Regions from separate parts of the Mus musculus genome. Here region 1 is linked to region 2. Evidence: chromatin contacts called from public HiChIP or PLAC-seq data. All regions are on one chromosome and are shown on one strand. The core of a region is the stretch at or near the end of the contact, and the rest is flanking DNA. Distances in the headings are between cores, read along the strand shown. Region 1 overlaps Atg7 (autophagy related 7). Region 2 overlaps Irak2 (interleukin-1 receptor-associated kinase 2).

Region 1 (2,700 bases), core at 145-2,644, 990 kb before region 2:
CAAGGAGGTCAGAGGACAATTTGTGGGAATTGGTTCTTTCCTTCTACCTTGTAGGTTCTGGGACTGAATGAATGAGGTCGTTGGGCTTGGTGGCAAGCACCTTCCCACTGCTGAGCCACCTTGCTGGGTGGTGTCCAGTATTTTCACATGGGTTCTGGAGTGCAAACTCTGGTCTTCATGCCCTTTGCTAAGTGATCTTCCCAGATCCCTTTACAAAACCTCATAATTGGCCAATGGGAAGTGTTCTCCCTTGATGCTCATTCTTCCAAGCATTAAGCATCTTTCTATACACATCAAGCATACGCTATACATTGTATGCAGCCATCCAATGACAACTGCCATACCATCTACAGTAGGATCTGTGTGAAAAGACCTTTTCAGAATCTTTATTCTTTCCTCTCTTAAGCTAACCAACAACCTGTGTTTGGATACTCATTTGCTACTGATCTCCTTCCAATATAAGCTAAACACTTAATGTAAGGGGAGACAGGCCGAGGAGCCACAGCAGTGCAAAGGCCTGCACTCAGGCCTGCAGAATCAGATGTCCATAGCTCCCTCCCCAAGATCAGGCCCAACTCACTTTCCCCTGACTGTTCTCTGGTGACCTGCTGAGGTGGATCCCACAAATTTAAAAACAAACAAAAAAGCCTCTATAGCTTTAAGGGCTGGGAAGGTCACCATGAGTGACCACTTAGAATGTCGTTTACACCTCTGTAAAGCTAGGGAAGTACTAGGGAAAACAAACAAACCCCAAAGGCAATAAGAGGCATGCTAAAAGAGCATAAAAAGCACGTGGTTCAAACTTTTTATGGCTTATGCGGCTTTGAGAAAATCTGGTCAGAATAGAAGATCCTATTGACTTCACAGAGGGTGTGGCCGGGTTTCACTTTGTGACAGGAGGGTGGAACACCCACAGTAACCCAACAAAGGAATTTGCTATAAGCATCTAGGACAGGCTAGACTTCTGAGGAATCTAACAGCATGAAATCTAACCATGCATAAGATGGATGGGAAGAGCAGGGGACCTAGAGGAGGAACAAGTGCACCCAGGGGTGGAGTCAGTCTTGCCTCTCCCTGGCTCTCATTCCTCCTGAAGAGCTAGGCTCTGCAGCTCTGAGTAGAGCAGGAGAGACCTCAGCCTCTTGTCATCTTAGAAGCTGAACACACCTATACCTGGGCACTGTGATCAGACAAGGGCCTGATGCTGAGTGTGGGTCAAACCCAAGTCTCCCGATGGGACTGTGTTGCTTCTAGTGAAAGAAGACAGGCTTTGATGAGGGCTTGGCATGTAACAGAAAAGAATCCCAGCAGCCAAACCACAGCTAAGATGAAAGGAAATGACAGCATGGTTGGGCAACAACCTCCCAGGGCTTCATCTGCCACAGAGTCCTGGTGCTAATCTATCAACAGAGCCACACCCAGTGACTTACATGTGGGAGCACAGATGTCACAGCATGACACTTATCCAAAGCTTATGACCTAACTTACCAAGAGAAAGAAACTGGGGAGGTGAGATGGGAATAAGGAGCGGGGCGGGGAAGGCTAAGGCACAGGGGGTAGGAGGTAGGAGACAGGAAAAGGAGGCAGTAAGTGGAGGACAAGAGGTGGGGGATCGGGAGTCAAGGGAAAAGGGACAGGGAGTAGGAAGCAGGGGCCAGGGACTAGAGGTGGGGGCCTGGGCAGGAGGAGAACTGTAAGCAGGATGCAGAAGGATAAGGAGGAAGTTGAGGGTGGGGGTAGGTGGCAGGGGTGGTGAGCAGAAAGCAGGGGGCAGGAGGCTGGAGAGTAAGAAGTGGAAGGCCAGGGGTCAGGGGTCAGCTACTAACAGAGACACTGTATCATCTCTGAATCTTTCTAACTTGGTATTATGTATCTGTAACAGCAATACAGAAATAAGGAAATTGAGAGCAGGTTTCTTTCTGTCCAAACTGACTGTCTGTATGGACAGGCTTGAGGATGGTTTGGCAGGGCAGGAGTTACCCAGCACTGTCAGAGCTATCCCTGCTGATTACGTCAGCACCTCCTGGCCCTGTGCTCCACTGATAGGAGAAGAAAAAAAGGCTTTGGCAATTGTGTCAGATATGAGGAGAATTGTGTACATATTTTTAAAGATGGAAACTGTTGGGGCTGTTCTTGGTTGTCAACTTGAATTAACTAAAACCCAAGCAGCTGGGTAGGTACACCTGTGACTGATTTCTCTTAATTAAATCATTAAAATAGGAAGATCCACCCTAAATCTAGGCCACACCTTCGGTGGCTGCCTATATAGTGGACATGGAAGGAGGAAGCCCTTGCTCTCTGCCTGCTTGCCCTGGCTCTCACTGGCCAGTCTACTCTTCACTGGCCTTACAGCCTACTTCTTTGGGATTCCAGAGAATACTGAAGAAATATATACAATTGAAACATCATGGACTGAACTATTGAATTCTTAGACTTTCCATTGGTAGACAGCCATTGTTGGACTAGCTGGCCCATAGTCTAACCCACTGTCAATTGTACATATACGATAGATTCATCCTATCAGTTCTGATCCTCTAGAGCAGCGCGTCTCAACCTTCCTAATGCTGTGACACTTTAATACAGTTCCTCATGTAGTGATGACCCCCAACCATAAAATTAATTTTGTTGATTCTTCATAGCTGTAATTTTGCTACTGTTATGAATCATAATGTAAATATTTCTGGAGATAGAGGCTTGCCA
Region 2 (2,700 bases), core at 50-2,549:
GAAGTGGGAGGTGTCCTGAGCAGCCGGGGTCACATGATGGGGGATGCCCCTGTGCTGCCCCTGTGCCACTGCCTGGCAGAGGACACAGAGAAACCTCCAGTGTGGTTCCACAGCAGATGCTGTTCTACCTGGGGTGGCCTGAAGGACTGGGGAAATCAAGGGCACGGAGGGGGAGGGGAGGCTCAGCACTCACTTGGTAAATACCCAGGCACCTCCATCCTGTGGGTACCAGTAGCCAGGGCTGAATCAAGCACCTATCATGCTACTTTGCAGAAGGGACTCAAGTATCCATAGACTCTGGTACCCTGCAGGAAGGAGTTCTGGAACCAGTTCCTCAATGGCCGCTGGGTCACCAGAAGTCTGATCATCACTGAAGCCGGCTGATGGAAGCATGAACCGTCTACTCGAGTGGGTTGGTCTGTTTGTTCTTGTTTTTGTTTTTTGAGACAGGGTTTCTCTGTGTAGCTCTGGCTACCCTGGAGCTCTCTGTAGACCAAGGTGCCTTTGCCTCATGAGAGCTGGGATTAAAGGCTTGCACCACCACCACCACCTGGCCAAGATTTTCCATTTTTTAAATGTTTTCAAAGAACTGTCTAAGGTTTCCCCGGATGGCCGGGCAAGGCAGAGCAGCCCAGCCGATGAAGTAACCATGGACCACCCTTGCAGCCTGGACAGCAGCACAGAGCCTTCAATGCACTGCTTTCGTTGTCTGTGTGGACACTGCAGATTCTTAATAAGAAACTACACATACTACAACATATACCACACACACAATATACACCACACACACCCATAAACACACCAAACTCCATGCATCACACACACACACACACTTCATACCATACCACACACACAATACACCATACACACACACACACACACACACACTGTACTGCAAACACTACATACACTGTATACACTGTTGCCACAGTGGATCACAGAGGGCCTAGTGTGTAACTTCCTGTCTGCTGAGCGCTGCACGGGTTCATGGAAGGTCGGGGACACACCGCAGGACCCATTCATCTCAACATAAAAGTCCTCAAAATACAACGCTCCAAGCGCCCAAACTTTTCCTCTAAAATAAAAAACGCCCTCAAACAGCAACTTCCCCGGACAGACCACAAGCCTGAAATCTGGGGCTTTCCCAGGGCTGAGTGGCCTCAGTAATCAATGGAAAGAATAACTCCTCCTGTTTCAACTCAGAAATAGAACTTCCGCTTCTGTGGGAGGGACTGCAGGGACAGGCCCAGTGGCCCCGGCACACCTGCTCCCCAGGGCCACTCAGGAATGTGGGCCACACAAAGGCTAATGGTGAAAGTACAGAGAGGCCCTGGCACCCGCCCGCTCCTCCCCCACCTCCCCTCTCATTATCTTTCTCCCTTTGGCAAAGGAACAGCAGTTTGGCCCGGGTCTGAGGACCTATCAGGAATTGGGGTTCATAGGTCAGCACATTTTTCCCCTTCCTTCTTCGATATCTTTAGTTACAGGAAATAGTCCTTGACTTAGCATTAACTGCCAGCCCCCTCCACACACACTTTTCCTCCTTTTTTTTTTCTTTTTTCTTTTTTTTCTTTTTTTTTTTTTTTTGAGATGGGGTCTCATTATGCAACCCTGGCTTGGAACTGGATATAGAAACTGTAGAGAGCACAAGGTCCTTGTGTTCACAGTCTGACTCCAGGTCCGACTTAGACCACACTAGATTCTCCCCTGGCCCCTTAAGAGCTATAGAAGCCATACTTTTTCTTTCTTTCTTTCTTTCTTTCTTTCTTTCTTTCTTTCTTTCTTTCTTTCTTTCTTTCCTTTTTTCCTTCTCTTCTCTTCTTTTCTTCCTTTTTCTTCTCTTCTCTTCTTTTCTTCCTTTTTCTTCTCTTTTCTTTTCTTTCTTTTTTCAAACTTGGAGACCTATCTTCCTCTGCCTCCAAGTGCTGGGATTAAAGGCATTATCCCCCACCACCCAGCTAGAATCTGTGAGGACAGGACAGCCAGCCCTGACCTGATTGCCCGGTGGTGTTGCCTGCCCAGAAATGAGCTACTCCAGTCTTCCAAGCACTCAGACCTGAGCGACCATTCACACGCATCCCCTGTAATGACTAAAGAAACATCATATGGAGCCAGGCATCCGGTAAAGGCCACGGACCTGTTGCTCTGGAATGCCTGGAGATCCTGGGCCTGCGGGGGAGATCAGAATAGGACAATGGGCTGTGAGGTGTTAACATCTATCTGCCTCTGAGTCTGTAAAGCCTGCTTCTCACTATGGGAAGGGATGGCGTGGTCTTTTATTACTATGTAGCAGGAAAGTAAGGAACAGCTGAGGGAAGTGAAACATTCTCCAGCCCAGCTGTGGCTTCCATCGGCAGTTGTTTTGCACACCTTTCTACTGGCTATGGAGTTGTTTTTAACTGGATTTCCCTGTCCCCTCACACAGATCCATATGGTTACCAGCTCTGGTATCTGCAGAGGCACATGCCTAAAGAAACCATGTTGGCCTGGAATTTTCATTCACACACATACACACACACACACACACACACACACACACACACACACACACACACACCATCCACCCAGCTAAGGTGCCTGATTCTCTGCAATAGGATGCAATGGGCTCTGTTCTTACCCATTTACAGATGGAGGAACTCAGAAATGATGAGGCTGAGAGGGAATGTAAGCACTGGTGGGTCAACCTCTGGCCCAAGCCCC

The links. HiChIP or PLAC-seq counts read pairs in DNA pulled down with a chosen protein or histone mark.
Region 1: a FOXA1 HiChIP or PLAC-seq map of pancreatic cancer cells shows a contact between it and region 2. The contact joins two enhancer-like sites. A contact is called at or near these places in 1 of 115 datasets of contacts at active chromatin or transcription factors (pancreatic cancer cells) and 1 of 9 other capture datasets (adipose tissue).

The regions. Positions count from the first base shown.
Region 1 is chr6:114,658,790-114,661,489 of GRCm38.p6, reverse strand. The region is part of intron 1 of Atg7 (autophagy related 7); the gene reads right to left. Among named protein-coding and RNA genes, the nearest start is that of Atg7, 17 kb to the right of the region's middle. Within about 2 kb of position 1,394, at least 144 of the 459 cell types and tissues checked have an H3K27ac peak or open chromatin away from gene starts, as enhancers often do. A contact at or near this core is called in adipose tissue and pancreatic cancer cells, where this site is marked.
Region 2 is chr6:113,667,305-113,670,004 of GRCm38.p6, reverse strand. All of the region lies in intron 3 of Irak2 (interleukin-1 receptor-associated kinase 2), which reads right to left. Among named protein-coding and RNA genes, the nearest start is that of Tatdn2, 28 kb to the left of the region's middle. Within about 2 kb of position 1,299, at least 232 of the 459 cell types and tissues checked have an H3K27ac peak or open chromatin away from gene starts, as enhancers often do. A contact at or near this core is called in adipose tissue and pancreatic cancer cells, where this site is marked.